Linked DNA regions of Mus musculus: all the other regions are linked to region 1. Evidence: chromatin contacts called from public Hi-C, HiChIP or PLAC-seq and promoter capture Hi-C data. All regions are on one chromosome and are shown on one strand. Each heading gives the region's core, a stretch centred on a gene start, on an enhancer-like site or on the middle of the called end of the contact. The rest is flanking DNA. Distances are from core to core; before and after follow the strand shown. Region 1 holds the start of Sox11 (SRY (sex determining region Y)-box 11). Region 2 has its middle 8.7 kb from the start of Gm30350. Region 3 has its middle 30 kb from the start of Gm30350. Region 4 has its middle 97 kb from the start of Gm45941. Region 5 has its middle 150 kb from the start of Gm45941. Region 6 has its middle 26 kb from the start of Gm30290. Region 7 has its middle 21 kb from the start of 4933409F18Rik.

Region 1 (3,212 bases), core at 683-3,182:
GTCTTTCAGACTTCAAAGAGCCACAAGCTTCAAACAGCGCCTTCCGGAGCGGGGCCTCCTCCCCTCCCCCGCCCGGTCCCCTCTGCCTTTGTTGCAATCACGAATTTCAGGAAAAAGAAATAGAAATTACAAAACACGTTTTTTTACGGGTGGGGAAAAAATCACAACTCCAGACTAGGTGTGCAACTACCTTGAGACACGATAAAGGACGGGAAGAGTGGGGAGACCAAAAAATTTTTTAAAAATAAAAATTAAAAAAAAAACTTGGAAAATCTGTTTAAAACTACTCATTTCACTTTAACTCCAACAACATTTCATCACCGTTTCCAATTTCTCAGCGCCACATCTCTCTGACCATGAGCATCTTCTCCCCCTCCCCCCACCATCCTCTTTATCCTGACCGCCACGACTGCCTCCCGAGGAGCCCTGCGCCTCTCAATACGTGAACACCAGGTCGGAGAAGTTCGCCTCCAGCCAGTCCCCCGCGATCATCTCGCTCAGCTCCGGCGTGCAGTAGTCGGGGAACTCGAAGTGGGAACCCAGGCTGCCCTCGCTGAAGGAATCCAGGTCCTTATCCACCAGCGACAGGGACAGGTTCCCCGCCGCTCCCGCGCCCAGTGGCTGCTCGCAGGCGCTGTGCGCGCCCTGGGAGAAATTCAAGCTCAGGTCGAACATGAGGTCGTCTGCATCCTCGGCGCCGCTGCCGCTGCTGCTGCCGCTGGATGAGGAGGTGGACACGCAGCGGGAGGACGCGGGCGACAGCGCGGGAGGCGCGGGCGGAGGCTGCTGCTTGGTGATGTTCTTGAAGCTGTAGTAGAGCCGGCCGCCCGCGCGCACTTCGTCGTACAGGCTCGCGCCCTCGGGGGACTCGGCGGCACTGCTGAGCGTGGGGCTGGCGGGGACCTTGGCCACGCTGTAGCGCCTCAGCAGCTGAGGGGGTTGCTGCTGCGTCGGCGGCGGCAGCAGGTGCGAGTGCGCGGGCTCGTCGTCGTCGTCGTCAGCGTCCGGCTTGGGCCGTAGCTGCAGCTCGTCATCTTCGTCGTCGTCTTCATCGTCGTCGTCCAGGAAGACGCACTTGGCTGCCTTGCCCGCGGCGCAGTCCCCCGGCTGCGCCGCCTTGCCCGCGCCCGCCTTGCCCGCAGGCGCCTTGAGCTTGGCGCACTTCTTGCCGGGGCCCTTGGCTGCCTTGGCGCCCGCCGCGCTCTTGTCGGGGCTCTGGCCCGCGCTGGGCTTGGCCGCTGGGTCCGTCTTGGGCTTTTTGCGCGGCCGGTACTTGTAGTCGGGATAATCAGCCATGTGCTTGAGGCGCAGGCGCTCCGCCTCCCTGATGAACGGGATCTTCTCGCTGTCCTTCAGCATCTTCCAGCGCTTGCCCAGCCTCTTGGAGATCTCGGCGTTGTGCATGTCGGGCGACTGCTCCATGATCTTCCTGCGCTCGATCTTGGACCACACCATGAAGGCGTTCATGGGCCGTTTGATGTGGCCCGACGCCGTCTTGCACCAGTCCGGGTCGCTCTCGTCCAGGGCCACCGGGCTGCACGCCATGAACTCGCCCTCCTCGGTGTCCAGCGCGTCCCGGGGCAGGTTGCTCTCGGCTTCCGAGCTCTCGGCCTGCTGCACCATGGTCCGCGGCGGGGCTGGGCGCTCGGTCTCCTGCGCGGGCGCCCCTCCCCCTCCCGCCCCTCCACCTTCTCCGGCAAGTTGCAAAGTCCTTGGCCGCGCGCGTCCGCGGCTGCCCCCCTCCCCCCCGGCCCCGTTCCCTGCTGCGTCGGCGGCTGCGGCGGCGACCGGAGAGGAGGCGGCGGCGGCCCGGGACCCGCGCTCTCTCTCTCACTCGCTTGATTTCTCGCTCTCTCACTCCTGGCAGCCGCCGCAAGCGCCGGACCCCAAGCACTCCCAGGCGCGCGCGCTTCTTCTGCAAAAAGTTGAGGGCTCTCTCTCAACTCGTTATCAGGGTGTCATATGGGTGACATCACTACTCCCACCAGCCAATGGCTGGTCCCGACTCCGCCTATCTCCCGTTATTAACCACGGGCCCCACCTCCAGCCCCGCCTCCTGGCCAGTTTGCAAAGATGGGGGGCGGGGGGAGTTGTCTAGAAATATGTTATTTTTTCAAAAGAAATCCGCGAGTGCGCACAGCTGCGCGTGTCCCCCGGGCGGATGCAGGACGGAGCGAGAGACGCCAGCGCGGACTCAAGGGCGCGGGACGATGGACTGAACCCCAGTGCAGATGCACCCACCCGGGCACCGCGAGTGGGTGCCCCTGCTCATCCTGGGCGCGTCGCGCCCTAAACCCGCGCGCGATCGCGCTGCGCCGCTATCCAGCAGAAGGTGGCGCTTCGACACCGCGCGGCACCGTGCACGTGGGCTCATCCTCCGGTTCTTTTTCTCCCTCTTTCTAGAGCCCGGTCGCCGGGCCCTCCCTCCCCCCCTCCCCGCGCACCCGCAGGGTTTTGTCCCGTCTCTCCCCCTCTCGTTTTCCCTCCTGGATCGCGCGCATCTGCCGGTTCGGCTGGAGTAACGGTCTTCGGAGACCGCCGTGTCCGGGCGGCTCCGGAGCGGTTCGGAAAGGAGTTCACGGATTCAGGCCGGATCGGTGAAACAGCCCGGGACTCAGCATCGCCGCCCCTCCCCCACTTTCTACTCCATAGGCCTCCCCAACTCCCCGCGTCCCGCCTCCTCTGTCCATCACCTACGCCCTCCTCCCCTGCAGCTCGGTCCTGAAACCCTAGCTCTGCCTCCCAGCACGCACCTTCTGGGTCATTTGCTATTTTAACCCAACGGTACAAACCAAAGCTAAAATGAAGTGCACTCTCGTTTAAAGCGAAGATATTTCTTATTTGCCTGCTAAGGCTGCCGCTGGAGCGGTGGCTCCTGCCTACTGGTTTTGCCGGGCTCCTTGGAAACTCGCTTCTCTTTGTGTTGTCTCTTACCCACCTATGGCTCTTCTGAGGACAATGAAACGAAGCCTTTCTGCTTTCTGTTTAACGTGGCTGCTCACCCTGTTTTCCTCATACCTACCCACTGTCAGTTCTGGGGGCTGGTTCTTAAGATCTACAGCCCCTCACCCCACCCGGAGTTGCTCACCCGAGAAATCGGCCGCCCGGGACTAGTGGAATTATCTAAACATATTTCCTTTCAGGTTGGTGTACTGCACAGGGTACTACACTTCTCATCTCCCACACATCCCCACTCCGGACATAGAATGGTG
Region 2 (3,331 bases), core at 384-2,883, 370 kb before region 1:
TCCCACAGACATTCCCTCTGTCCAATATTGTCTGTGCCTTCAATTGAAACTCCCTCCCCAGGTGCTTCTGGGCTGTGTCAAGTTGACAAAGTTAACTATGATACACAGGATTTACACAAAGCCCCCTCGGGAGCCATGACACATCCACAGCCTTGGAACCGGGAAGACGTTTTGTCTGTGAATTGTATAGAGTCAGTAGGGAAGGATCTCTGGTTTCCTGTAGAGGTATGCTCTTGCCATAGGGGTTGCCTCTCTTCTATCAAGATCTCATTTGTCCTAATTTTTCAAAAATTTTTTTTCAAAAAAAATTTAGCCTAATAATTCCTAACCTTTCAGAATATTTTAAAATGAATTTTTGTCTCCAATATTTTGTGTATATGAGATATATATTCACACAAAAACATTAGAATAAAACTTAAAGAAATACAGACACACACACATACACACACAGAGACACAGACACACCTACACAGACACATACACACACACACACACACACACACACACACACACACACACACACACATACACACATAGTATAAATACAGGATGCAAACTAATTGTAGATGTCAGATGTCAGAAGACAGCACCAGAGTGTCAGCTTTCCCACTATGGAGAACCTAGGTCATCAAGCTTGTGTGACAAGCACATGTATGTACCTGCTTAGTCATCCCATGTGCCCTATAATATGCATTTCTTAAGAGAAACCCCTCATTGGGGAACTGAGCAGCAGAAACTCTCTACAGATGGAAGCTGGAGAGATGACTCCGTGGTAAAGAGCACTGGCTGCTTTTGCAGGGGTCCTGAGTTTGATTCCCAGCGACCACATGGTGGCTTACAACCATCTGTAAACAGATCCAGTGCCCTCTTCTGGTGTGTCTGAAGACAGCAACCGTGTACTCATACATTAAATAAATAATAAATATTAAAAAAAAAAAGAAGAAAGAAAGAAGTTCTCTACAGAGCAGAAGTGATAAGATCATCCTAGCTGTCACTTTGCTCTCATCTCCTGTGCTGTGCCTGCTCCTGGGGCTGGGACTGATGGCATTTGTTCCAGCATTTGGGCTCAGCCTTATCTTTGATATTTACTGCTGGATTCCTCCTTTGTGTCTTCTCGATTCTTGCAAGGGCTAGAGAGGCAAGGGCAGACAATTAAACAAATTAATGAGGTGTCCTTTTCCTTTTCCTTTTCAGCTCTCCTAATTTCTCCCTTCCTTCTCCCCACCTTCTATTTCTTCTTTCTTTTCTCCTGTCTACCATTCCATTTCTTTACACTGCCCTCATTCCTCCTTCAGTTGCCATCCTCATTGCAACAATCTCCCTACAAATCACCACCAACACAAAGAGGGAGCTCGACTACAGGACGTTATTTATGCTAAGCCACATACCCAGCTCCAACTCCAACTTCACTCACTACACGTCAAATACAACCTTTGCGGTGAAGGATCCAGAAGTAAAACCCAGACCTTGTGGTGTCAGAAAAGCTAACTACAGAGTCACCGACTCAGTACAGTCACTGCCAATAACAAACCTGCTTTACCAAGCTGACAGACGTGCAGCAAGTACCGCAGACTCTAGGAGGGGTGGCCTACTACAGAGGTGGGCTGTACATGGAACAGGGAAAAGCATGAAGCTGCTGTTCCTGGGCTCTTCTGGTAAGAATGACTCTGTGGATTGTTGTGCCAAAAAACCCCTCACATGTGGCTAGCACAGAGGCTACAGGAAAACTAGAAGCCAGACAACTTGTTAAAAGGGCATGAGAAGTGTGTAAGCTGACTGGATGTCATCAGCCTAGACTGAGAGGCATATGGATCCAACTGCGCTTCACTTGTTGCTCTAGAAAGAAAACACGATGCATTTTAAACTTTGTAAGCCAGTCCGGATACCAACTGTACATGAAAGGTAGTCTGTAAGGACGGCCTTCTCTGTGCTGATAAATACATCTTTACATTGTTACGGAGTGTGTGTGCCCCGTGCTTCACTTTCCTTAAGAGGACGCACAGTTATAAGGACAGTTTATAGACATGCTCATAAATGATGAATCTGATCATGGTGTGCATACATGTTCAACATAAACACAACCACTCTGCATACATAAACATAGCCAGGGACTCAGAAATATGGGACACCGCTGGACAGCTCTGCCAGACCCTGTTTAACTTTGTTCTTCCCTGGTTTGCTGTCCAGCCAGAGGAGGATTTATTTTGATTTTGTATATTTACTCTTGCTGTGTGTGTCTGTAGGCACGTGAGGTATATGTGCACATGTGTACACGAGTGCACATGTACATAGGGGGATAGCACCTGTGTACATTCACAGTGTCTATTGGGTGCCCTGCTCTATGGCTCCCCAATTTATTCCTTTATTAAAGAACCTCACATTGAACCCAGAGCTAGGCTGGCCATGAGGACATTCTTTACAAATTTTGTTTTTCATGCTCTCTCTCTCTCTCTAGCATCTTAACCCATTTTGTGGGACACTGTGGTTTGTTTTTGTTTCTAATTAAGTGAATTTTCTGGTCCAGGGCTTTTGGCAGTACCAGAAAGTGTAATTAAGTTCACGCTGGTCACAAGAAGAGACTTTTGGCAAAGCATATTTTATTCCTTCCTGTAAAAAACATTTTCAGGACGTTGGCCAAACTGATTGGATTTAATTGGGTATAAGGCTTAGAGCTTTAAACTCTCTCCTGTACTTGTGGGCCGCCAACCCTCAGGCTTCCGGGGGCCTCTGCTCTGTAGTTCAAAGAGCAGCTTTTAGATCCTCTGTAAAGCTTGCATTTGAGTGTGCCTCAGGGCAGCTCTCTGAGACTAATCCCATGGCCCCCTTCCAAATGAGACGCAAATGGACAGTCTCGCCTCAAATCAGAACCTGAGGGAGCCTAGGGCAGGGCCCTTTGACATAGAATAGGACAAGTCCAGTCACTTTAGAAGAAGCCAAATAATAATGGGTATTGTCTGCTGTTGGCTGGAAACAGTGATGGGTGAGGAGATTATACAGTGGTAGAGTGCTTGCTGTGAAAGCATGAGGGCCCAAGTCTGATCATCCAGAAACCATACACCAATGTTGGGCATGGGACACACTTTTGTAATCTCAGCAATAAGAAGATGAGACAGGTAGATTTCTGTGGCTTGCAGGCCAGACGATCTAGACGACTGGGTGAGACTCAAGTCCCAGTGAGGGACCCTGTCTGAAAAAAATGGCACCCAAGGAGCAAAATATGAGGTTTACCTTTGGCTTCCACCTGCATAGTTGTGTGTGTGTGCCCACATGCTTGTACATGCACACACACAGGCAGAAGAGAACACCGAAGAAATCTCAAAGATTCCTAGGG
Region 3 (3,371 bases), core at 519-3,018, 410 kb before region 1:
AAGTGTGTGTGGGAAAGATAAGAGGCAAAGGGTAGCAGAAATGGTGCAGTTTATTGAGCACGTATTATATTCCAGGCACCTATCCATGACATTCTAACAAAAGATCTACTGAACTGTAAGACTCACAGGAAGCCTATGACCTTTCTCATGTCACCTGAATCCCATGGCTCCCCAGTGTCCACTGTTTGCATTGACTGGTGCTCAGAAAACTTTAATGGGCACCACTGAGTCAGTTTCGGGCCCCAATTCCCAAGATGCAGAAAGCGAAATGGCACAGCGATTGTGGCCAGAGGGGAAGCTAGGAAGCAGAGAGAAGGATGGTTATCCAGGCTGGTCTAACCAGCAAGGTCTTTATTTCCTCACTTATACCACACAATGGTCCAGTGAGATGCATGCAGGGAGAGTGCTCACAGAGAGACACAGAGTGCTTGGCCACACATCTCTCCCTCATCCCTGTCACTAGATGGAAGGCTAGAGATGAGCTCACAGATGGGAGCACTCCTGATCTTCCTTCTCAATTCCCAGTGCCAATTCACTTGGTTGGCATATGTCCCCTCCACCTTGATGGAGGAGGCCTTGTCAATAATGCTTCTCTGCCTAAATTATTTCTCTCAGTGTTTACCATGTGGGTGTGTTTTTTATTTCCAATAATAACCGAGCTTTAAACGTTTAAAACTTAACTGGGTAGATAAATATTTCCAACATCTCAACTTCATTCATCTAATTTCTTGAGGGTATTCTGCTAATGCCAAACTTGGCTATGGCTAATTGTAGGTACAAATTTAGCAAAAGCTTGTTTAGACAGAAAGAGAGCTGTGGCTATGTTAGTTATCTGAGGAATGAGCCCTTCAGAGTCAAGATCTCTCCTTGACTTAGGGTTACTAGTACTATGAGGAGACACCATGACCAAACAGCAAGTTGGGAAGGAAAAGGTTTATTGGGCTTACACTTTCACATCACAGTTTATCTCTGAAGGAAGTCAGGGCATGAGTGCAAATGCTTTTAAATAGTTAATAGTAGTGGGACTGCTAGAGAGATGGCTCAGTGGTTAGGAGGCCTTGCAGCCCTTGAAGGGCACTGGAGTTTGGTTTGTAGGACCCGTATTCTGTGCCTCAAAATGCCTGTAATTCCTACTCCAACAGATCAGACAACCCCTTGTGGCTTCAAAGTCACCACCGTGTATACGTGCACAGTGCATACAGAGGGGGGGGGAGAGGGAGGGAGAGGGAGAGAGGGAGAGAGGGAGGGAGAGAGAGAGAGAGGGAGAGAGAGAGAGAGAGAGAGAGAGAGAGAGAGAGAGAGAGAGAGAGAGAGAGAGAGAGAGAGAGAGAACCAAGATGAGGATTTAAGACAGTGGCTGGCACTGCAAGAGACACAAGTTTCAATTTTTTTTTTTAATTCTCTCTGACCCCAGAAACAAATACTAAGTATCAACAGATAGAGTTCTGGCCCGGTGGGTCATTTTCTTGTCTCTGAACAAAAGCTTTTACTTCTACACCATTGTGAACTGATGCTGAGAGATGCTCCAATTTTTACAGGAAGAAAGAAAGATAAAAAAGTTCCCTGAGGCAAGCCACACAATGAAATAGGTTGAGGCCACCATCTCCTCTGCCTCACAGTCATTTTTGAGCCTTTTTGGCCTGTGCTGTTGCTGGGCTGGGGAAGAGTCTTGCCCCCTTAACTGAGAATTACCAGGACATATGGTACAACCTGGAGACCTGGGTAGACAGAGCAGTTCACAGTTGCTGCCCCGTGCTGGCTTCTTTCCACTAGACAGCTTCGCAAGACGCTCAAGGCTCATGCTGGGGGCATATGCTTCTGGACTCTGCACTTACTGCCTGCAGCTATGAAGTCCTGCATTCTAATGGTAATGTGGCAATCTGTTCTGTGACAGCTCAGGGGGGCTGGATGACATGCATGCTCCTGACAGGGACATCACTTTTATGAGACATTGCTTTCCCTGCACCTGAGAACTGATGTAATGAGAGAGAGAGAGAGAGAGAGAGAGAGAGAGAGAGAGAGAGAGAGAGAGAGAGAGAGAGAGAGAGGATTCACAGAATAAAAATAGCAGACTGCTTTTCAAAATGAAGCTCATTTTATACCCAGCAGAGCTATGTTTAAAAAGGCCTTTTCCTGTGGGATAAAAACTGTCTAACTTCCAGGCTGATGGTTTCAGAAACAGCTCTTCTCTCCTCCCCAGTGATCCTGGAAGGCCCCACTCTAGGAGACGTGTGTTTGCACAAGGCCCAGGATGCATTTCATGTTTAGTTAGCTCTAAGCTCAGTTGCGAGTATTGGAAAGGGAAATGAACAGAGAAAAAGAGAAAATAAATTCTGATTAAGCAATGAGGAGAATATCAGTATTTTTTCTGCTGTGCAAGGCTCTTTTTGCCCCATTCTTGAGTCTGCATTTGCTGTTCTTTGTTGCTGGATATTCAACTGAATAATTGAAAAAGTACACACACACACACACACACACACACACACACACACACTTATAATCATTATTGGAGAACATACACACAGAGACAAGAAGCAATGGTAAGTTAACATTTCACATCGAGAGTAGCAGGCTATACGATGGGGGTGGTGGGTACAAATCACTGATGGAGTACAGAAACAAGCAATCAGAGAGGAAGACAAAAGGTTGTGGGCCTGTGGAGGGTAGGAAAGCCAGGCATGTTCAGACCAATACAGAAAGAGATGGATCAGAGTGCTTTCGGTGTAATACCAAATTCTCAGAGATTTTCATTATAAACAAACCAATCCTCGGATATTAATTGGGTACCAGGATAGAAATGTGATTTGCCAAGAAGACTCACCACCCTGCAGCCCCAAACAACACCCCTGGCAGCAAAGGCATCTGTAATCAAACAAGTCTGAAAGCCCATCTCTGTCCATCAGTTTGAATCAGGATGCAGCCACACAGAACTAGCTGGAGCTGGGCCAATCAGAAGGCACCCGTGTCTGAGAAGATTCTCCCTGCAAAGCCTACAGAATTCAGCAAGGGCCTTCTGAGATCCCACCAGTGCGAAGCTGTCTGTGGGAGTCTTAGAAACTTTAAGAAAGTCAGATCTCACTATATTCCCTTGGTGTCTGCTGTCCTGGAAAATTGTCTCACACAGAGAACAGAGAAAACATTATTCTGTAGTCACTAAAAGAGTATAGAGAAGGGAGACTTGATGGAGAATGGTTCCCTGTTTAAAGATGATGATCGGTGCCGAAACTAAGGGATGCATCGATTCATTTTCCATTTGGTTTTTATAACTGAGGGTCAGGATTGGGAAGGAGGGAGGGAGGGAGCAAGGGAGAGAGATGGAGAGAGAGACAGATAGACAGACACACACACACAGACAGAGAGACACAGACAGT
Region 4 (3,066 bases), core at 412-2,911, 510 kb after region 1:
TTTGTATTTTTTACTTTGGGCATCCAAAACTGTATAATGAAAAATGTATTTTATCTTATGTGCATGTGTCTTTGTGTGAGTATGGCGGAGGTCATCAGATCCCCAGGAGCTGGGGTTGCTGATAGTTGTGAGGTCTTTACAGGAATGCTGGCAACCAAACTTCTGTCCTTTGCAAGAGCAACAAGTGCTCTTTCTCACCTGCCCAGCCCCTAAATTCCCCAAGCTTCAATAGTTTCATGTGGGAATTAACTGTCCACAGCATTTGACTGTGCAGATAAAGTAAAAGTTCAGTCCACCGGCTTTATATAAATTAAATTTCTAAATTCTGGTCTCAGCTGAGTTTGCTTTTGAAGAAGCCTTAAGTTCTCAGGTCTTATTCCCTAGCAGTGGACTACAAAGCTCCTTCGTGTAAGCCAGTTGCCGTGTTGACTGCCTTGTGTCTTTCTGGCTGGGGTCTGCCGGCCCCACACAAGGAATGGAGAGCAGGTCTTAAGCTCAGGAGGCACCTGAAAGTCAGGGGTCAGAGGTCAGGGGTCAGGGGTCAGAGACCTCGCTCTCAGTTTGTTCTACCCTAACTGCCACAAATTCACCTTCCACAGATTGCAAAAGCAACATCTTAAGACAGGTTAGTAGGGAGATCATTTCCCAGACGCTGGTAAAAGATTAAAGCAACTAGTTCATACAAGGCTGTGAGAGCATTCTTCCCTGGGCCAGTCATGAGTTATCCTGACCTCATCAGGGTCAGCATAGGTTGGCTCTGTAGGTTGAAAAGCGGGTCATTATCACTGATACTGATGTACTGCTTCTTATAGCTGTGCACTGTGAGCCAATACTCACATCAGGCTATATAGACACAACCACCTAATAATCTCAAGGCCATGTCTGATTTTCTCCTCAACCTTATCGGCCCCTAAAACCTTATACCAAGAAGCTAAGGAGAAACAACACCACTCCGGAGCCCCATCTCCTCACCCTACACCCCTGCAGCACATGTCCCTGAGAGTCTTCACTGATTTGAAATTCCCTCCTGTCATCCTGAGGGCAGAGCATCATTTGAACAACCCCAGGCATCCTGCTGGCTTAGAGCACCCTTCCTCTTCTGGCTCTTCTCAGCACCATTATCACAGGCCACACGAGGTGATGCTTGTTCATGCATATAGCTCACAATGGTCAGAGTCCTTCTGGCTTCTGGAGGTTCCATATAGTCTTCTGTATAGGGCAGTGCAGCTGCCTCACCATAGAAGGAGATATTATCCTTGAAACTCAAGGCTGAGCCAGTTTGAGGCTGATGGCTGTCACACTTTTTTAAAATCACACAGAAGGCTCCCTGGTGCTCAGTCTGGTAGGCAGTCATATTGGAGAGACATCACCATTCCACAGTGGCAGATCCAGGATATACTTAGTTTTAATTGTTTCTCTTGTTGTGACCTTGTGTCCTGTGAAGGATGAAGAAGACACGCATGGATGCATGGGCCTGAGATTTCCTAGACAGCCAGTCTGCCAGAGGTCATGTACCCTCAGCAGGCTCCGGAGATCCCCTGCTGGTGACTGGCACCATCTTGGCTGAAGCTAGCTGATCCCAGGAGGCCACACTTCCTCAGCTGACTCTGTGGGAGGACAGGAGGACTGAGGACAGAGGACGAAGGATAGTGTAGATCCTAGGCAGCAGGAATTGTTTCAGAAAAGGAGTTTGGTGGCCTAAATTAATGTCTGTGAGTGTGTTCTCTGAAAGTCAAAGGCAGGAAAGAGAGTAGGATTCAGGTATGGCCAGGATCAGGAGTGTGATAAGGGTCACTGGGAGGAAAGCAAAGCTGTTGTGGGCATCTACAAGGGCAAGCAACCCCACCCTACCCCCAGTTTACCACCTCTCTTCTTCAGCACTCGATCTGGCTGGTTCTGTGCATCTGGGCTTGTCTTGTGCTTTGAAGGACGAGAAGCAACATCGAGGCCTCCACCCACCAGGTGGCAGCAGCAAGCACTAATGTAGGTGACCAGACAGAAATAACACCAGTAACAACTGCCATTCTAGATGAGATGAGATGGCTTAGAGCATAGTAGCAAGATTGGCCTTTGTCAGAACCATGGCTTTAGAAATCAGATTTCTTTCTTCCACTTACACATTCCATTAGCCATCCTTTCTGAATTTTTAAATTAACAGTGGGTAGAAGCTGTAATACTAAGACAAGTCCAATCAGGGAAGGGCAGGGCATCTTGGTGCAACAGATTCAGACCTAAGCTCATAGCTATGGTAGAGCGGGCCCATACGGAGGCCGAGTGATGATCTTAAGAGATAAAGGAGTCAAGGCTCTGTCCTCAAGCTGGATCTCTCATCTGATCTCTGGATCAGAGAGGCCAGGTAAGTGGTAGAGCCATGGTTGTCTCCCATGCTAGAACTTCTGCCAGTCCAGTGGTGATTCTTTAGCAATGGTGCTCTTACACCTTCACCACCATCCAGCAAATACTGGAATCATTTTTCTTATTTAGATTCTGATGTTAGAAGGAGGCTTCTCTAGGAGAGTAAAGAACGCTGTATCCTGGTTGCTGTCCCCAGAGCATCCACTGCTTCAACCTTGTGTATCTTGGGAGGGACTGTAAGCCCCTGCTGGGAAGCAGTGCAATAAGTGGTATACCACATAGCTAAGAGTGGGACATAGTGTGACTTCAACACAGGCCATTTCATCTGCAGCCCTGTCCTGGGTGGAAAGCTAGAAGATCCTACAACATCTGCTGTGTTAGCTCCACCTGACCTAGCCTTCCTGTCTTCACCCGAGTGCTTCCTCTCACTTGTGCACCAAAAGACACATCTCTTCATAATACACAGAGTTGACATATATCCATGATGTGCCATTAAAGGGTTCTACAAGTACCTTGGATACAAGTCAGATCAACACAGTTCAACTCCTCACTTTACTGCATAGTTATCCCTTACTGTTCAGTTGCAAACAGGGCCTGCATCTTGTACAAATGAAAACTGTGTGGCTTGTTGTATCTATGATATTTTCTGTCATCTCTTCTGCTCATGGGTAATTGTAAACACCTGTGGTCCCCCATGAAGATGTACAACCT
Region 5 (3,034 bases), core at 191-2,690, 450 kb after region 1:
AGAAAATAGTCATGGCCTCTAATGCAGCTTCAGAACCTTGGCAGTGAATTTACCTGCATTGAGAGAAAAACCGTTCATAAGGTGAGGAGGGGAATGGCTGTTTCATCAGAGCACGTGACAGTTTAAAGTTCAGGGTTCTCAAAAGAGCAGCATAAATGTAGTATCCTAGCTAGGTCCCTTACAAAGATCTGTAAACAGGTAATATAATTCTAGTAACCCTGATACTTTACCAATGGTAGACATAAAACAATAATGTGTGAGATGCTTACAAAACTCAGGAAAGACAGGAAATAGCAAAGTGGGTGCTGAAGTGAGGGTCCCAGGCAGAAAGGAAAGGTCACAGATCTTAGGGCAGTTGACAGGAAGAGCATACTGAGGGCAGTTGACAGGAAGAGCAAGTTACGTATTGACAGAGAAACAGCAGTCATAGAGAAAAGAGAGGATAGAAATAAATGACACACTCACAACAGACAAACAGCTCCCATTAAGGTGATACCAAGGACCCCAAGATGGGATCCCTGCGTCAAACTGTTTCTAGTTTTTTGGTCATCCTTTCCCATCCAGACTCCCTTTCTTTCCAGGTTGGCCTGCCCAGGGTTATCTGTCCTCCTTTGGATAGACTTTTTTCTGACTGGGATCTTCACAATGCTACCTCTAGGCCAAGAATCCAAGGAACCCTACCTCACTTTGCCCTTCTAGGACTATAAGACAAAATAAGCCTGTTTATCCTTTAACTTCATCACTCAGGCTTTTGTTCTTTTGTAACTTTTGCATGAAGGATTATGGACTTCTGGGTTGTGTCTTTGGGGGGTTAGGAAGCAAATTAATGTCAAAGGCATTAAAGGCAATACATGAGATTGGAGAATCTTTGCACATCTTACAATCAGAATATTTGACAGTGATATGATCATGACGCTCTCAAACTCCTCTGTGGACTTACTGAAGTCTCCATGGAAGGCCTGGTGGCTTTTGTGCAATTTAACAAGCTGATTCTGGGATTGTTTTAACACCCAAGTACCCACAATGTCCAAAGCAATCTTTAAGAACAAGAACAAAGCAGGTGACTGTATAACCCATGATTTGAAAGTACAAACCCAATCCAATTGTGGGAAGGTGACAGTGGTGTAGAGATCATTACATAAGATGAAGGGGAAGTGAATCAACAGGTGTTAGGACCCCAAAGTCACAGACAACAATCATCAACAGTGCTTGGGGAATGTGCTGCTACTGAAGCCAAACCAGGACACAGATATCAACTCAAAATTGAAAATACACACAAAAGTCACATAGGCAAGGCATTGCAACCCCAAACACAGGAAAGGAGTGCTTGATGTTATCAACAAAATCACTAGCGCTAAAATTAATCTTGGGCTTTCAGGATGCTCTACAAAGCAGGGAGCAGTTCATGACTCACTTGGAATTGATTCATGAATGTTCTGGACGAGAAACAAACCACCACCGCTAAGGGAAGGCAGGACTCCCAGGAGCTCATATTAGAGGATACCCATTATGGCACTCAGGAGCCATGTCCAGGGAACCTGCCAAACAGGTTTGTGTCTGACTCTCAGGATCTAGCTCTGGGTTTCCGAGCAAAGGAAAATTCTGCTCTGTGAGAGTCATCTGTGAAGTAGAGATTATGCATACCTTTGTGGGCTGTCAGGAAAATTAGCTTAGATCCTCTGTGCAAATGTTTCCCTTAGCCAAGATCCAGTCAGGAAAACTGATATTATCACTCTTTGTGATGGGAAGTATGCACGGAAACAGACAATAGCCTTAATAACAAGAAACTAAGCATAGTATTGCAAAGAACTCAGTAGCTAGCTAGAAAGATTAAAAACCACAAAAAGCTAGCCAATAGAGCACTTTGCTCTGCCCTTCCTCTCGGGACTGGCAAAGACAAACATTAAAGATGTAAAAGTAAGAGGGGGATTTGGGAAGAATTAGGAAGTGGAAGGGGTGTGAAAGCATAATCGAGCTATATAATCATTCATGTATGTATGAAATTGTCAAAGAATAAAGTTTAACAACTAAACATAGGAAACAGAGAAAGACTTGGATTGTGAGCGCGTGGACCTGAAGGAGGATCTCTGTCAAATGGAGCAGAGAGTTAAACATTTGGGGACTTGGGTTTCTGAGTCAGTCGACAGACAGCAGCATAAGGTGGCAACTCATCATTACCTAAGTCTGCCTGCTTCTTTCTTACAGTGCCTGTTGGCAAAACAACCTTGACAGCCAGCGAGGCTGGAAGAACAGAGCAAGGCATTGTGGGATTTCCAACCCAGATTAGCAAATCCAAATCTAAATAGATGAACAGAATTCTTAAAAAAATGTTGTCGACAAAAGCTGACATTAATGTTTTTAACATCCTTTGAGAGTTTGGAATGTTGCTGATCAACTATGTTGAGCTATCTTTAGTATCGCAAAAAGCCATGCCTTGCCTGCTCCTTGTTGAACCTAACATCTTGATAAACAGATAAACATTTGGAATTTATTAGCTCAACAAAATTCTATTATCTACTAATGGGAGAGCTGAAAATGCTATCAGATAACATCGGAGACCGATGGTTGAGATCCTCATCTTGACGTAGTCAGCCTTTATGATATTTCCATCAAAGTTTTTTTAAAATTTCTTGTTTTATAACTTTTTTTGTGTTACCATAAAAACACTTGGAACCCTGGGTTAGAAGGAGACCTAAATCTATGTTCCCAGTCCATGGTTCCTCATATTTTGACTCTAAAATAAGATAGTTCTTATTTTCTTTCAATTGAAAGCTGAAGTTTTGCATTAACAGTTGGACTTGAAGCTAGGGGGTATGAGATTAGTCACCAATACAAGTGATTTATTTTTATATAAGTTGTTTCCAGTTTCTGTAACAAAATAATGAAGTGGGATACTTTATAAAGGACTCATGATTCTGGTGACTATGGAGTTCAAACAGCATGGAATTGCCACCATGAGTGTCATATGATGTGACAGAGAATGAGCTGGGCAGAGGGGTCAAGCACACAGGTTGGCCTCACTGTCATAACTGCC
Region 6 (3,296 bases), core at 470-2,969, 440 kb before region 1:
TATTTTTATTTAAAATTAATAAACCTCATTTATTTTTAATGTGTCAATTCCATTTTTATTAATCATTTTAGCTACCATGGTTTTCATTGTGACATTCCATGTGTGTGTGATTAAATATGATGGTTATTCATTTTTATTCTGACCCTTCCCTGCAAAAGCTATTTTTACTTTATTAAAAAATTAAACAGAAAAAACAGAACTCCTGTATCCTAGTCCACACATAGCAACCCCATTGGAACCCTAAAATAAATTTCTAGCTTTCTTCTTTTAACTGCTTACCACACTGATATATTATTATTAAAGGTGCATAGCTTCCATTCTCGAGCCCATGTGTGATACTTTGTGTTGTATGTATTCTTCCAAGTGTACTCACATGTATCCATCATGATAGCAACCCACAGAATAGTTACTCTTCCCCAACACACTATGCAGATTCCATCTTTGTCCATTCTTTGCCCACATCCCCATGGTAACCACTGGCATTTTTACTTTCTCAACACTTTTGCACATCTAGACTATCTCATAATTTGGAATCATGCCACATAAATGGCTTTCTTCAATTTGTCTTATTTCACTTGGAAAAATGTGTTCGGAGTTTTTCCATGTCTTTTTATAGCTTGATAGACTTCTTTTTAGGTCTTAATAATATTCTGCCTGTTGGAATACATCATAGTTTATCCATTCACCTCCAGAAGTATATCTTGGTTGCTTTCAATTTTTAACAATGATGAATAAAGCTACAATAAACTTGGCATAAAAGTTTTTTGTTCTTTTGTTGTTGTTATTTTCATTGGGGGGGGCTCTTCATTTGTTTGTTTGGTGTGGATTCATGCTTTCAACTTATTTGGGTATGAAACATGTTTTCAAGAACTTCTCAAAAATGTATTGTGTGCTTTCTAGAAAGGTATGTATGATACCTGACCATCTGAGAAGAGTAAATGAGAGGACTGAGGGGTCATTCCCTGGGGTTCTCTGGATGCTCAGTTTTGCCACAGGCCTGAGAGAAGAGTCCAGCAGGTGTGATACATGGCTCATCTCAGTTCTGGGCGTGCAGGGTGGGATGAGAGTCTGAAAGTTCTCAAAACACCCGTGTCTTCCTAAACCTGGCAAGGACTCACCTGAGCATAGGAGACAACTGATCCAGCACAGAGGGTAGAACCCAAAGTCAGAGCTAAGAAGCCCTGCCCACAGCCTCAGGGTGCCTCTGCTCTCTTTCCTCACGAAGTCGTTTACTTTAGCTGGTCACATTTAGCATTCATACAGACTATATTTCATCAGACTATCACCCTGAAAGTAATTTTCCCTCAGTTGAATACCTCTGAATAAAATATTTCTATTTTATTCACCATGGGTGGTGGGGCAGGATTCTGGGTTTATAACAACCATCCATTCAGAAACACAAATTTTCTTCTCTTTTGTCCTGTGATTTGTGTCTATAAAACTTAAAATAGGGAAACTAAGAATGAGAGTCAACATCCCCATCAGGAATAAAGAGGAAAATGAAGGACTCCTGAACCCATGGAGGCTTTTGGGCACAATGGTGTAAATTAGAGAGAGACCACTGCCATTTAAATTACACGTGAAGATACCAGCACAGAGACCCAGTGCTCATCAGAGTGATGAATGCATCCCAACTTAGAAGCAGTCAGAGCCACTTTGAAAGATGAAGGCTGAGGCTGGAAATCGATTCTGTTGAGAAGACACACCTCTCAGTGGAGAGGGAATAAGCTGATATGGAGAATTCCTGTCTAAGCTCCAGCCTCGTAGTGTAAAGTGCACATTCGCACAGTGCTGATGCTGGCGTGAATACACAACTTCTGTCCCAGGGAAAAAGCAGACCTGCAGAGCAAGAACAGGGAGGAGAGACTGACAGACAGAAAACGTACATGCGCAGGTCATGGGTAAGGGGGATGTACGTAAGTTGCAGGTTTCCAACACAACTCAGGCCATCCAAAGCTCTGTACCACCCTTGTCTGTAGGATAATGGCAACATTGACAAACAGCACCCGTGAAGAGAACACGGGGCACAAACTCCGCGGTTTGCTTTTGTCTTCAACGGGGAACTGGACCCTGTGTCTTTATTTCTCCTGGCACGTGGCCCAGGCGGGCACCCTCCTGAGACCTTGGGGCTACTCACAAGACAGTGCACACCAGGAGCCACGCCCTTGCTCGCCTTTGCTACCGCAGCTGCTGCAGCAGCCGGGTCCAGCAAGGCTGCCTGCACTGTGGTTGCTTAAGATTTCATGCCTCCAGGTGCTGCATGGGTTATTCATGAAGGCTGCAGAGCTGTCGCCATGGGAGCCAATTGGCTGCGGTGCTTTTAGCATATTAATAACCTCCCCTGATTTAGTGCTGGGCGGGGCAGCCACCTGCACCTATAGTAGACAGCGAGTGATTGGCTTTTCGGTTTGCAGAACCCTACTTGTTATTTCTTTCCTGAGGGGCCAGAAAGAATATTTACAAATGAATCCAGGAAAGCTGGAAGCCAGGGAGCCTCAAAGAACTCAGACTCTATGGATTCTCTCTTAGGGTTGGGGTCCTTCTTCCGTTCAGGCTTCTCCCTCTCTTCACCAACAATGGGGGCCAGGAAAAAAGCTATGAGACTACAGATACTACATCAGAGGACCAGGTGATGGAAAGCTTCCTCACCAAGAGAGATAGAGGCTGGTGAATCCTGCTTAGTGGCAAGGCATTCTATACATGTTCATTCTAACCATTGTCCATGTGGGCCAGGGAAACAGGATGCTGCTTTAAGGTCATGACCTTGGAACAAAAAGGGTCAAGTTGCAGGACCTGTACAAACAAGTTGTCAGTCTGATGGGGAATTAAGTGCTCCCCAAAAGGAGGAAATTTGTATGCATAGGCCAGGAAAAGGGCTAGGACCCCAAAGGTGAAGCACATCCAGGATGGCAAGACAGGGTGGAGGTGTCGTGTTCAGTCAAACACATGTGTGTGGAGTGCAGGATAATGTGTGGTATCATCACCATCATCGCCACCACCATCATCATCTGTACAGCGTAACCTTGTCAGACTCTTTGTGGCCTAAAGATGTCATAGTGAATGATTGATCTTTCAAACGTCATTACCCACAGTGTAGGGAGCCTGCTCTAGAGCAATGTAAGGAAATAGTTGCCTTTCCCTTTAGCAAAGGAAGTTGAAGTCCTCAGAGTCTACATATGAGGCTTCCAGAGAGAAAGGGGTACACAAAGCAATCGCTGGTCTCTTCCAAGCCAGTCTGTGGCACACACAGGGCCCCAGAGTGCTGGGTGAAAATTAGACAGGACATCACACTTCCA
Region 7 (3,190 bases), core at 577-3,076, 490 kb before region 1:
GAATGTAAGATGCTCATCAGAGTACACTGGCAACCTGCTCTAAGGACAAGGTAGGTAGGAGGTGAGAGTTAAGTTGAGCTACATTTCATGTGCTTCTGAGATTCATGTTTGGATTTGAGTCCTTGGTCAGCGACACCCACCCCTGGAAGACTCAGGGTTAAGGTTTCTCCCAGAGGGGAGAGACCTAAGACTTGCTGCCCTAGGCTCCTTTGGGGCTCATGTGTATGTCAACTAGGCTGTTCTGCCTCCTAGACACATCTGTCTCTGGCTTCCTGTTTAATGCTACGGAAGCATGGGGGTGCAGGCTTTACATGATTAAGCTCCCTTCTTCTACCTCCAGAAAGATAGGCTTGAGAATCCAGCCACACTACGCCAGTGTCTGGAAGCACCAACTTTCAACATCCTGCACATAGTACCCAACACTCAATACCCAGCATCCCGTGCCTAGCTTATACTTAGAGTTTTTCAGCCATTCATGTACTCTGTTTCTGAGCCCTGTCTTCCCATGTACTCTGTCTGCTGCTTACTCTCCAGTCTCTGTTTTATAAGGTATATAAGTTAAGTCATCGAAGTAGGTACCCAAGGTTAAGACCAAGAGTTCTGGGACCATGAAACTCAGGCTGGGGGACTCCAGACTAAGCACAGATTCTCTGCCCACATTCTATCTGCTGTGATATACATGTACAGTACTTAACACTTATTTACTTGCTTATATACTAAATCTACTAAGCAAAGGGTCAAAAGCAGATCAAATTTGGAAGCTGCAGAGGAGCAGAAAGAACAGGGCAATGTCTCCTGGTCTCCAATAGTACTCTCATTCCACAAATCAATATCCTGGCATACACAGTACCTGGATCAGCTATTTTAACATTTTAAGTTCATTAACATCTCACTTTCACAAGTGTACACCAATAATGCAAACCATTTGTCTGATTTATTTATTTATTTATTTATTTATTATTTATTTATTTAATTTTTGAGCATCTACTGTTGCTAGACATGATCTGGAACACTTTTGTCTACACACACACACACACACACACACACACACACACACATCCCCTCACATGTGCACTGAGGAGGACTTAGACAAGCTTCCACCTTTAGCAGTTTTGTCTCTGCAGCACACCATGGACTCTGAGGCCATGCCCTCATTCTCTGTCCTTCAGTCTCTGCTGTAGTGAATGTGCCCGGCAGGTATGCCCCACCTTGCCTGCTCTATCTGACAGTAATCTGTGAGGAGGGAAATATTTTGAACTTACAGATCCAAAATCACAGTCATAGCCTACTAACCAGCTTGAGTGACTAGGAATTGACCTTTTAATTATGTTGAGTTTAATTGATTACAAAGTCACATGATCACCAGGGTCTCCCTTAGTGGACATTGCAGCTGAACAACATTCATAGAGTTTCTTCTATTCAGTGTCTTTTTCTGTTTTCAATTTCCAGGCTTTTTTTTTTAAGGGTGTAGGATGGGTCCTGCAGCTCTTGGGTGTTTGAATGGCTGCCAATAAAGCTGCCCATACTGTCCATTCCTGTGCCAGAGGAAGCACCTGACCACCAGGGTTAATGATGTTAACCTGATGTGTCCCAGCTGGCAGAGGAGCACCAGGAAGGAGGGAGGGAGAAGCAGACCAATCCAGGGTGGGGCTGGAGGAGGGCAGCCTTCCTTTCTTCAGCTGGATCTGGGTGGGTGTGGCTTTGACCACATTAAATCATAGATGGTCTCTCATTGGGAATCCTTCCAGCCGGTAGAACTCAGTGCTCAGCCAGCCAGCAAGGCAGATGGAGACTGCTGGCCCTGTGCCACCTGCCACTATTGGACAGAGGCCCACTTCAGTAGCTACAACTTGCCTCAGGCTTTGATCCAGTCCCTCAGAAGCTCAGTAAAGACTGTGGAAGTGATGAATGGCTGGGAGTAAAGAGTATAGAGGAAAACCATGTCCTATTTGGCTTAGCTATCTGGGACTCCACAAGGATGTCCCTCAAACAGATTCATCACAAGCTATGGGAAGAGTAACATCTGGGGAGACATGGGCTTCCAGGACCTACAGTAACCCACACCAACAAGTGTTCTCTTCAAGTGTGTTTTTCCTCTGACAGTTCTACCAGTGTAAATATTGAATAATGACTACTTTCTTCCCACCTTCTCCCCTCCCCCTGATACCTCTGTTAACCCCCCCTCCTCCTTCTTCCTCCTCTCTCTCTCTCTCTCTCTCTCTCTCTCTCTCTCTCTCTCTCTCTCTCTCTCTCTCTCTCTCTCATGTCTGTTCACTTTGTTTGTGAATGCTGCATTTAACTAGGGCCTTCCATGTAACCATTGGATTGGATCTATGCTTTTTATCTTGTTGGATATTCAGCTGACAACAATATTCCCTCCTCTTTCAGACTCAATAGCCAATAACTCATCAGTAAGAGACAGGGAGTCCTCTCTACTCTCATGCCCCACCACATGACTAACTAGGGACAGAGTGCCTCTTACACACACACACACACACACACACACACACACACACACACACACACACACACACACACACACACACACAAACACACACCAAAAATAGAAAGAAAAGAAAAGAAAGGACAAAGAGGAATCCACCCTCTCTACATTTAATAAAATGAGCAAGATGAGTCATGGAAGTCTGCAGCTGAAGCAGAAGATGATAATATAGGTAGTAGGTGGAGCTTAGGAGTAGGGTAAGTAGAGGTGGAGAGGTAGAAGATCAACATTGGCTGCACACTGTCTGATCTTTGCCTGACCTTAACTTGTGGACTTCACACATAGTATTTTCTTTAGTTCCCCACAATAGACTTTATATTAGCAAACTTGCTTTATATTTTTTCAAGCTCATACTACGAAAGAAATTTTGTTCCTAATATGGCAAAGTTAGAAAGTGATGGGGATGACATCTGAGCTTGTGTGAAAATGACCCCTAAAAAATGCCAGAGTTCTGCAGCAGCTTCTCCAGTGCTTTCAGGATTTTACCTGCAGCCCACTTTGCATGCCAGCCATCTCTTTACACAGAAGTCCTTCAAATGTCTTTGTTCCCTTCATCATGGTTCAGAACCTTTAGATCCTGTAATTCAAGTACACTGTTTAGTATTTGCTGATAAGTGCACTTCTTGGTCATTATCATCTTAACGTCTACATGTAACAGTGAATAAATGCATGAATGAGTGAATGGTG

Evidence for each region. Promoter capture Hi-C pulls out the DNA fragments that hold promoters and counts their contacts. A called contact is a pair of places that touch in the nucleus more often than the background predicts. HiChIP or PLAC-seq counts read pairs in DNA pulled down with a chosen protein or histone mark.
Region 2: a contact with region 1 is called in a promoter capture Hi-C map of frontonasal cranial neural crest, with 5 times the contacts expected there. The contact joins the enhancer-like site here to the promoter of Sox11 in region 1. A contact is called at or near these places in 5 of 39 promoter capture datasets (cranial neural crest, frontonasal cranial neural crest, hippocampal neurons and 2 more), 1 of 484 Hi-C or Micro-C datasets (nephron progenitors) and 8 of 115 datasets of contacts at active chromatin or transcription factors (craniofacial prominence, embryonic forebrain, embryonic hindbrain and 5 more).
Region 3: an H3K4me3 HiChIP or PLAC-seq map of embryonic forebrain shows a contact between it and region 1, with 4 times the contacts expected there. The contact joins the enhancer-like site here to the promoter of Sox11 in region 1. A contact is called at or near these places in 5 of 39 promoter capture datasets (frontonasal cranial neural crest, hippocampal neurons, liver and 2 more), 3 of 484 Hi-C or Micro-C datasets (cerebellar granule neurons, cerebellum and uterus) and 10 of 115 datasets of contacts at active chromatin or transcription factors (craniofacial prominence, embryonic basal ganglia, embryonic forebrain and 6 more).
Region 4: a contact with region 1 is called in a Hi-C map of the N1E-115 cell line, with 15 times the contacts expected there. The contact joins the enhancer-like site here to the promoter of Sox11 in region 1. A contact is called at or near these places in 4 of 39 promoter capture datasets (the C10 cell line, frontonasal cranial neural crest, hippocampal neurons and 1 more), 4 of 484 Hi-C or Micro-C datasets (the N1E-115 cell line, cortical neurons, myocytes and 1 more) and 9 of 115 datasets of contacts at active chromatin or transcription factors (astrocytes, craniofacial prominence, embryonic basal ganglia and 6 more).
Region 5: a contact with region 1 is called in a Hi-C map of the N1E-115 cell line, with 6 times the contacts expected there. The contact joins the enhancer-like site here to the promoter of Sox11 in region 1. A contact is called at or near these places in 1 of 39 promoter capture datasets (hippocampal neurons), 2 of 484 Hi-C or Micro-C datasets (the N1E-115 cell line and cortical neurons) and 11 of 115 datasets of contacts at active chromatin or transcription factors (craniofacial prominence, differentiating embryonic stem cells, embryonic basal ganglia and 8 more).
Region 6: a contact with region 1 is called in an H3K4me3 HiChIP or PLAC-seq map of embryonic basal ganglia, with 5 times the contacts expected there. The contact joins the enhancer-like site here to the promoter of Sox11 in region 1. A contact is called at or near these places in 3 of 39 promoter capture datasets (the 3T3-L1 cell line, frontonasal cranial neural crest and hippocampal neurons), 4 of 484 Hi-C or Micro-C datasets (cerebral cortex, ganglionic eminence, myocytes and 1 more) and 13 of 115 datasets of contacts at active chromatin or transcription factors (craniofacial prominence, differentiating embryonic stem cells, embryonic basal ganglia and 9 more).
Region 7: an H3K4me3 HiChIP or PLAC-seq map of embryonic basal ganglia shows a contact between it and region 1, with 3 times the contacts expected there. The contact joins the enhancer-like site here to the promoter of Sox11 in region 1. A contact is called at or near these places in 3 of 39 promoter capture datasets (hippocampal neurons and liver), 3 of 484 Hi-C or Micro-C datasets (the N1E-115 cell line, cerebellar granule neurons and nephron progenitors) and 15 of 115 datasets of contacts at active chromatin or transcription factors (SST interneurons, craniofacial prominence, differentiating embryonic stem cells and 10 more).

What each region holds. Positions count from the first base shown.
Region 1 is chr12:27,340,786-27,343,997 of GRCm38.p6, forward strand. Sox11 (SRY (sex determining region Y)-box 11) reads right to left here and starts at 1,933. Exons shown (of 1, transcript NM_009234.6): 1 at 1-1,933. The coding sequence starts at 1,623. The coding sequence ends at 436.
Region 2 is chr12:26,974,123-26,977,453 of GRCm38.p6, forward strand. No RefSeq gene overlaps it. Among named protein-coding and RNA genes, the nearest start is that of Gm30350, 8.7 kb to the left of the region's middle. Within about 2 kb of position 1,634, at least 9 of the 459 cell types and tissues checked have an H3K27ac peak or open chromatin away from gene starts, as enhancers often do.
Region 3 is chr12:26,935,098-26,938,468 of GRCm38.p6, forward strand. No RefSeq gene overlaps it. Among named protein-coding and RNA genes, the nearest start is that of Gm30350, 30 kb to the right of the region's middle. Within about 2 kb of position 1,769, at least 20 of the 459 cell types and tissues checked have an H3K27ac peak or open chromatin away from gene starts, as enhancers often do. A contact at or near this core is called in cerebellum, embryonic basal ganglia and embryonic forebrain, where this site is marked.
Region 4 is chr12:27,847,815-27,850,880 of GRCm38.p6, forward strand. No RefSeq gene overlaps it. Among named protein-coding and RNA genes, the nearest start is that of Gm45941, 97 kb to the right of the region's middle. Within about 2 kb of position 1,662, at least 4 of the 459 cell types and tissues checked have an H3K27ac peak or open chromatin away from gene starts, as enhancers often do. A contact at or near this core is called in the N1E-115 cell line, where this site is marked.
Region 5 is chr12:27,795,316-27,798,349 of GRCm38.p6, forward strand. No RefSeq gene overlaps it. Among named protein-coding and RNA genes, the nearest start is that of Gm45941, 150 kb to the right of the region's middle. Within about 2 kb of position 1,441, at least 14 of the 459 cell types and tissues checked have an H3K27ac peak or open chromatin away from gene starts, as enhancers often do. A contact at or near this core is called in the N1E-115 cell line, where this site is marked.
Region 6 is chr12:26,901,497-26,904,792 of GRCm38.p6, forward strand. No RefSeq gene overlaps it. Among named protein-coding and RNA genes, the nearest start is that of Gm30290, 26 kb to the left of the region's middle. Within about 2 kb of position 1,720, at least 48 of the 459 cell types and tissues checked have an H3K27ac peak or open chromatin away from gene starts, as enhancers often do. A contact at or near this core is called in cerebral cortex, embryonic basal ganglia, embryonic forebrain and 3 more, where this site is marked.
Region 7 is chr12:26,853,550-26,856,739 of GRCm38.p6, forward strand. No RefSeq gene overlaps it. Among named protein-coding and RNA genes, the nearest start is that of 4933409F18Rik, 21 kb to the left of the region's middle. Within about 2 kb of position 1,827, at least 21 of the 459 cell types and tissues checked have an H3K27ac peak or open chromatin away from gene starts, as enhancers often do. A contact at or near this core is called in the N1E-115 cell line and embryonic basal ganglia, where this site is marked.